Regions from separate parts of the Anas platyrhynchos genome. Here region 1 is linked to region 2. A link is a contact called in public Hi-C data. All regions are on one chromosome and are shown on one strand. Each heading gives the region's core, a stretch centred on a gene start, on an enhancer-like site or on the middle of the called end of the contact. The rest is flanking DNA. Distances are from core to core; before and after follow the strand shown. Region 1 holds the start of LRP1 (LDL receptor related protein 1). Region 2 overlaps LRP1 (LDL receptor related protein 1).

Region 1 (3,933 bases), core at 941-3,440, 41 kb after region 2:
AGCCGTGCGCCGCTGCCCTTTGTCCCGCTGGAAGAGCTCCTCCACCATCCCCGCCGGCTGGACTTTGTCTCCCCTCTCTTCTGCAGCCAAAGACAGGAACAAATTAACATTTTCAGCGTCACAACCCGAGGCGGTGGCTTTGGGGGTCGCAAGCCAAGGCAGCCCCCGCCGCTGCACTGCCAAGGGGGAGGGGGACCGGGGTTTTGAAGCCTCCTCCCCAAGCCCCATCCCCGGACCGGGGCAGCTCCTGCCCACAGAGCTCCGAAAGACGCCGTGCCAGCTGCATGTGGCTTTGTGGGGTCGGCAAGGCACAGCATCCCCCCCACAGCAGGAGCCCACCGCCAGCCACCCGGTGAGGGGGCGTTCCCGTGCTGGCTTTCGCCCCGTTCCAAGTCATCGGGGTGGAGGAGAGGATGGAGGAACTTCCCTCGAGCTCATCATCGCTGCTGCAGCCTCGTTTCCAAAGGCAACGCAGCTTATGCAATGACTGATGCCTGTCCCTCCCGCCCCCACCAACTTCGGGATCCGCCGGCTGCTTCGAACCCCAACCCAGGGGGGACGATGCCTCCACGGTGCCGGGTGCCCCCAAAAAGGGGAGATGCTGAGCAGCAAACCCCGGTGCACTCCCTGCCTACGGGGAGAGGGCAGCTCAGTGCCAGTGGCTGCAGCAACCCCGCACGGGTGTCAGCAGAGCCAGGGACACAAGCGGCATCGCTGCCTCCCTCCCAGGGACGTGATTTGGGTGCCTGGAGCTCCAGCAGGGCGGGGGGAGGTCAGGGGCTCCAGCCCCCCCCCCCCTGCAGCACTGGCCATGGGTTGGACGCTGCTGTCTCCGCCACGGCACCGAGCGCCAGCAGCTTGGTGCCGAGGTGGGTGCTAAAAGGGGACAGCGAAACCTTCCCCCAGATCCCCCCCCCAATCGATAAAACGCTCCAGGCTGCCGCCTTCGCCAGGCCCTTCCCATCTGGGCTAGAGGGAACCCGTCAGCGGAAAGCTGCGCAAGCCAACTCAAAACCCCAAATCTCCAGGCTTTTAAGGGAAAAAAAAAATAATAATAAAAAAAAATCAGCCTCCCACCACCCCAAACATTAAAACATCTCCAGGAACTTCTCCACCGGTGGCTCCCCGCTGGCCGAGCTGCCGGCCCCAAGCCCCCGGTACGGGGAGGCTGCAGAGGAATGGGGCGAGCAGATGGAGCCCGGTAGGGGCGAGACGTGCGCAGCTTGAAAAGGAGCCGCTCGGTGCGGGGCTGGACGGCCCCGGGGCCAGCGGCCGGCCCCGTTACCGGCCCCGTTACGCAAGGGCCGGGGGGGGGCCGCGCTGTCACCGCAGGGCAGCCCCTGCCGCTCGCAGAGGGAAAATGGGGGGGGGGGGTGGGGGGGTGGAGGGGGCGTCAGGGGAATAGAAGCGGGGGGAGCTGAGGGAAGTTCCCGGGGGGGGGGATCGGGAAGGGGAGGAGGACGCCTGCTGTAGGATGGGGGGGTTGGGGGGGGATGGGGGGGGGTCCCTTTATTTTCTCCGCAGAAGCGGGGACCCGCGGGGCCGCTCCGCTTTGTCGCAGCGGGGCCGCCGGGGGAAGCGCCGCGACTGCAGCGGCCGGGACCGGCCCCAGCCCCGCTTCGACCCCGGTCCCGGTCCCGGTCCCGGTCCCGACCCCAGCCCCAGCCCCGGCCCCGCTCTGGTCCCGGCCCCCCGCGCCCCCCGCCCCGAGCCCCCCTGGTCCTGAGGGCGCCGTCAGCGGCCCGGGCCCGAGCGCAGCCCCCACGGCGGAGCCCCCCCGGCCCCGGCCCCAGCCCCAGCCCCGGTCCCGGTCCCGGTCCCGGTGCCGGCCCCAGCCCCGCGCCCCCAATCCCTGCGGGCGGCCCCGCTCCGCAGCGCGGCGGCGGCGAGGGCCGGGGCCCGCGGTGGGAGCGCTCCGCAGCCCCCGGGGGGAGCCGTGGCGGGGCCGAACCGAGCCCCACCGGGCCGAACCGAGCCCCACCGGAGCACACCGGGCCGTGCCGCCCCCCCGGCGGCCCCGCACTCACCTTCGAGGGCGCGGGCGGCGGGGGGGGGGGCCAGCAGGGCCAGCAGGCACCCAGCGAGGGGCAGCAGCAGCGGCCCCATGCCGGCGGCTCCCGGCGGCTCCCGGTTCCTCACGCCGTGCTGCCCGCGGGGCGGCGCGTCCCGGGCCCGCGCACCGACATCCGCGGAGGGCGGGGGCGGGCAGGGGAGGGGAGGGCCGGGCCGGGCGGGGCGGGGGGGGGGGGGCCGGGCCGGGACCAGGAGGGGAGGGGGCTGGGGTTTGGGGGGGGGGGGGGGGGGAACCGGGACCCTCCGGTCCTGGGCGGCGGCGGCGGCGCCGGGGGCTGCGGGGCGGGGGCGGGGGTGGGGGGGGGGCTGCGCGCGCCGCCGCCGCCGCCGGGGGATGGAGCGCGCGCCGCCGCCCGCCTGACGTCACCGGGCTCGAGCCGCCGCGGGGGGGGGGGGAATTGGGGGGAAGGGGGGAGGGAGGGGGGAGGGGGGACACGGGGGGGGGGGGGGGGGGGGGTCCGACGCGGCGGGCACGCATGCGCGGGAGGTGCCCGGGCTGCGCCCCCCCGGGGGGGGGCGGGGATGGAGGGGGGCAGGTACCGGGTGGGGATGGGGGGGGGATGGGGATGGGATGGGGGGGGGGATGGGGATGGGCTCGGGGGGGGGGGGGGGGATGGGGATGGGCTCGGGGGGGGGAATAGGGATGGGTATAGTATGGGAATGGGAATGGGAATGGGGATGGGCATCGTACGGGTGCGGGTATGGCGTGGTGTGGGATGGGAATAGGAATGGGCATGGTACGGGTACGGGTACGGGTACGGGTACGGGTATGGGTACGGGTATGGGTATGGGTATGGCTGTGGGTATGGCTGTGGGTATGGGTATGGGTATGGGTATGGGTATGGGTATGGGTATGGCTGTGGGTATGGGTATGGGTATGGGTATGGATATGGGTATGGGTATGGGTATGGCTGTGGTATGGCATGGGAATAGGTATGGGCTTAGGTATGGGTATGGTATCAGTATAGGTAGGGGCATGGTGTAGGTATGGGAATGGGTATGGGCATGGTACAGGTATGGGTATGGTATGGTGTACATGTAGTATGGTATGGTATGGGAATAGGTATGGGTGTACTATGGGAATAGGTATGGGCATGGTACGGGTGTGGGTATGGTATGGTATGGGAATGGGTATGGATAGAGGTACGGTCATGGTGTGGGGATGGGTACGGACATGGTGTAGGTATGGTATAGGAACGGTATGGGTGCGGTGTAGGTATGGACATGGGTATGGGATCAGCAGGGCCATGGGTATGGGGGACAGGGATGTGGCGTAGGGATGGACATGGTATGGACACGGCACAAGTGCTGCCCGCCACCCCCACCCCACAGCATGAGGCCGTGCCCCCCAGCCCAGGGTCCTGGCAGCGGGGTCCCAGCAGCAGGGTCCCGCTGGGGCCAGGCCATATTTTGCTCATCCAGTGTTGGGTCCTGTGCGTGTGGCTCATGCTTGGAGCCGTGCTTGGGCTCAACGCACTGCCAAGATCTGCAACGCTGCCGGGGCCCCGGGGACCCACCCAGGCTGGGGGGCTGGGGGGCAGCGTGGACCCCCCCAACCCCAATGAGAGCGGGGCTGCCCCAACCCCGTCCCTCCTTCCCCGGCTGCAGGTGTTTGGGAGGAAGATGTTCTCCCTCCCCAAAATGTTCCTGGGACCCCGTCCCCACAGAGGGGCCAGCGGTGCCCGGGGTGGGGGGGGGCACGGCACAAAGCAGCCAAACCCCTACAAGCGGAGGTGGCCGGGACAGCGAGGCCACGGCCATGCTCTTACCGGGATTCCTCCCACGCACCCAGCCCCGGGTCCCATGTGCTCAGCACCGGTGGGTTCGTTCAGGGCCCCCCCCCCGGCCCCCAGCCAGGTA
Region 2 (4,100 bases), core at 1,392-3,891:
GACACAGCTCGGTTCCCGAAAGCCAGGAACAGCTGGGATCACTCAGCCACGAGCTGGAAGTGGTGGCTCGTCCTGAGCGTGGCCAGCAGGCACATCCCTACCGGGGACGTCCTGTTGGAGGGATCACTGCCAAGCCCACGGCCCTGGGCAGGTGGAGCAGAGGTGCCCTGCAGAGGGGCTTCCAGACGCAGGCATGGTGACAGGAGATGCCAGCAGCCCCAGAGGCAAGGACAACACACTTGCTCACCAAGGACAGTTAATTACAAGACTCAGGTTAGATGCTGACATCCCCCAGCGCTGCACCGGTCCAGCACTGTCCCCTGTGCAGTGTCAGCCGAGCAGACAGGCTTGGGCTGCTCTGAGCCCTTCTAAGGACTAAACCCTCTCCAAATCTAGCTGCTACTAGCGGGCTGCTTAAAGCTGCTGTCACAGCCATCCTACAGCACACGGCCCTGATCTCAGCCAAGGGAGAGAAAATGCTGAATTCAGGCAGAGCTAAAGCCCAGAGGGACCCTCATGGGGGTGAGCTGCTTCTTCAGCGGCATCCCTGCTGCCCACTGGACGGCTTGGGAGCTCGTCCCCCCCAGCTTGCTCCACCTCTGCAGGGCTGCAGCAACACAGACCCTCCCAGCCGGCAAGCAGCTCTTACCCCATGGCTGGGTCTAGCGCTATCCCTTTGGGGTTGTACAGCTCCAGGTCCAGCAGCGTGACGCAAGTGACTCCGTTCTTGTTGCAGACAAAGATCCTGTCGTCGATGTCATCCACAAAGTAGAAGTTGCCCGTGAGCCAGTCGATAGCCATCTGCTCCACATCTGGGCCATGGGAGAAGAGAGGCAAAGAGAGGTTAGGGAGACAGGGAGGGAGAAGAAGCCCAGGGAAGAGCCCTGGCAGGCTCCCTGGTCACCTCCCAGCCCAGCAGGCATCTCAAGCATGGATATAGCTGAAGAGTGAGCACACCAGGGTCCTGGCTCTGCTCCCCCTGCATGGCAGCAGCAGAGCCGAGAGCAGCCCCCTCGGGCTCGCTGTTGCCCAGGCTGTGCCCACTGGCCCAGGCTGCACCTGGTAGGGGAAGGGTCTGCTCCACCGTGAAGTCTTGGATCAGTGCAGCAATCTGTCCCCTCCTCTGCACCCGCTGTCCCTCCTGGGGACCTGCCACCACGGGGCAGCACTGCTGCTGCCAGCGTCCACACCAGCAGCGATGCAGCACGCGGCTGCACGGGGATCCCTGCAGGGATGCTGGCCAGGCAGCAGGGAAAGGGACTCTCGAGGATGAAGGCAGCAGAAGCAACAAGCACAGCAGGAAGAAGAGCACAAACTGCAGCATCAAGACCAAGAGCAGCAGTAGGCAAAGCACTGCTCAGGTGAGGAGCAGGCAGCGGTAATCCAGCATTGCAAAGTCGCCCCGAGCCCTGGAGCAGGTGAGCGATGGCATTTGGCACGCCGAGTTTAAGTATTTAATGAAACCAGCAAAAGCCTGTTAAATCGGATAAACCTGATGCACCCAAATTCTTTGCCTGTAAGCAGGGTGCTGCTGCGCGCTGCTCGGCTCCCCTTCCCTGCTGGCCCTGGCCCACAGACAGAGCGAGAGCCGCAGCTCCCAGGTACTCTGGGGAAAGTGGGGGCTTTGTCCCCCAGTGCTTTTGGCTGGAGAGGACCCCAGGGCCACTCTCCCCGACCAGCGACACCGTGCTGCTGTCCCTGGCCACCTGCAAGGCAGAGCAGGGCCAGGGCTGAGGTGTCCGCAGCCCCGCGCCGCGACTGCCCCGCGGCGCTGGGACCCAGACAGCCCCAGAGGAGCAGGGCCAGACACTGCTGAATTATTAACTAGTGCAGAAGCTCCAGAGCGCAGAGGGAGGGAAAACATGAATCAAGCCAGGACGTTTTGCAATGCCCCCAACTCCCCCTGCTTGCACGATTCAGCCTGATTACATCAAGCCCTTCCCTGCTTTAGCACCACGAGGCGCTGCCCAGCTGCTGACGAGCGCCGAGCTCATCAACACCCAGTGGTTTTGTGGGTGCCCTGTCAACCCCAACCCCAAGCCCTGAGCTACCCGGGCCAGCTCCCACTGCTGCACACCCCATTCAGCTCTTCAGGCCGAGCCCTGGCCCTGGGGACAGGGATGTCTCTCTGGCAATCACGCACCCCGGGGCCAGGGCTGTGCACTGATGACCGAGCGGAAAGGCGGAGGCTCGCCATGTCCCGCCGCTATCACCCAGCCTGATTTATCTCATAAAAATAAGTGGAAACAGTCAGAGCTCAGGAATTAGCACCGAAGCAGCTACGCCAAAGGCACGCGGAGAGCCCAATGTGCAGCGAGTGATGAGTGGGGCCGGGGTGGAGGTGATGCCCCCCGGGGCCACAGGGAGCCCAGGGCAGCAGGAGCCGCTGCCCCAAGGGCTGGAGCTGGGCTGGGGACATGGTGCAGGGTGGGCAAGGGCTGCATTCTGCCCTCCCGGGTGCCAGGGCCCCCCTCGTCTTCCCCACACCAACCGGCCCCCTCCTCCTCCACCCCCGGCCCTGATTCACCGGCCTCTGATGAGAGGAGGGGGCGGCAGCAACACGCACGCAGCGCTGCCAGGGCCAGGAACGTTTCACCGACGGGACTCGCAAAAATTCCCCAAAAATCAGCTGCTGGCTGGAGCTCGCGCAGAGCTGAGTCAGAGTCACAGGACAGCCGGGGGGGGGGGGCGGTGAGGACCCCGTGGGACGGCGCAGTCCTGGCCCCAGTCCCGGCACCTGCGGGCGCCCGGCCCGGCCCACCAGAAGCCCTCCTCCCTCAGGTTCTGCCATGGGCTGGCTTCATGGCCCGTTCGATGGCAAATCCTTCCAAAATGGGGATTTGGCCTCTCCTCGCCACCCTCCTCGCCCCCCCCGGCCAGGAGCTGCCGTCTGGCAGAACCCAGCGCACTCAGACCCCGTTTTTGTTCTCCCTCCAGAACGGGGCCGCTGCCACCTCACCGAGCGCTCCCAGCCGAGCTCGAGCTCGTCTCCAGCTCCTCCAGCTGGGAGGAAGCTCACGAGCATGGCATCCAAAGGCTGAACACAACTCGGGAACACGTCCAGAACCAGCTGCAGACTGCAAACCGCTCGTTCCTCAGGGCCCGCAGCCCCTTTCACGTTCCCGGGACGCTCTGGCAATGCCCGTCCCCAGCACGGCTGCCACCCTGGGGACCAAGGGGACACCGGGAGCAGCAATGCCTGGCTCCAGCACAGCGCTGCCAGCCTGGCTGGGGGGGTGTGGGGGGGTTCTTGCTCAGCTCCCAGCCTGGCCCCTGCTTGGAGCTGGGCATCGCCGGGGCAGGCAGCGGGGCCGGGCCGTGGGCTCGGAGCTGGAGGTGACGCAAGCACTTGCTCTTCTCCCAGGCTGTATTTTTGCAGCTGGAAAGCATTACGCTCCTCAAAGGCTTTTGTTTTTCAAATTGCTCCCTCTCCCTGCTCTCTATCCCTCCCTCCCCCCCCCCCCCTTTTGCAGGAATCAGTTGTTGCTATTATTATTATTATTATTATTATCCTCATCATCATTTCTTTCTTGTAGCCTCAGATAAACCTGGTTTTCCTCTTGAACTTTCAGTGGAAGTGAATTTAACAAATGTCAATTTTTACCCCCCAGCGTTAATGTGCAGAGAGCTCTCCCCAGTTCACTACAGCTTGGGGGGGGGGGGGGGCTGAGAAGGTCGGGGCTTTCTCCTCACCCCCGCCACCCCCTGCCAGACAGGGGGGTCCAGGAGCTGCCCCAGCCAAAGCCCTCTCAGTGACCCAGCTCAGGGACCACAGGAGGAACAAGGTGGGGGCAGCCCCCCCGTCCCCTCCTGCCTGCAGCTCCCAGTGGCAGAGGGATGCTGCCTACGAGGGCATCTCCCGGCCCCCGGCCGAGCCTCCAGTCTCCCTCCTTGCTCAATCGGCGCTGGGTGTTGCAAACAATTGCAACATGCAAAAATCATTTGCTAAGATTTATTTATTTGCTAGCGTTTGAAAAGGAGCTTGGGGGACAGAGAAGAAGGGACGTGAACTTTAAAGGCTTTTCCTGGAAGAAGCTAACTAACCTCATTAGGGCCGGATCGCTGCGGCCCATGCCAGCTGGCCCCACTCAGAAGCGCTG

Evidence for each region. Hi-C and Micro-C count contacts between places; a contact is called where the count stands out from the background.
Region 1: a contact with region 2 is called in a Hi-C map of skeletal muscle, with 5 times the contacts expected there. The contact joins the promoter of LRP1 here to the enhancer-like site in region 2. A contact is called at or near these places in 2 of 8 Hi-C or Micro-C datasets (liver and skeletal muscle).

Annotation. Positions count from the first base shown.
Region 1 is chr34:2,529,174-2,533,106 of IASCAAS_PekinDuck_T2T, forward strand. It overlaps LRP1 (LDL receptor related protein 1), which reads right to left and starts at 2,191. Exons shown (of 88, transcript XM_072031914.1): 1 at 2,028-2,191. The coding sequence starts at 2,106.
Region 2 is chr34:2,488,035-2,492,134 of IASCAAS_PekinDuck_T2T, forward strand. LRP1 (LDL receptor related protein 1) reads right to left here. Exons shown (of 88, transcript XM_072031914.1): 6 at 650-812. Among named protein-coding and RNA genes, the nearest start is that of LRP1, 41 kb to the right of the region's middle. Within about 2 kb of position 2,642, at least 6 of the 8 cell types and tissues checked have an H3K27ac peak or open chromatin away from gene starts, as enhancers often do.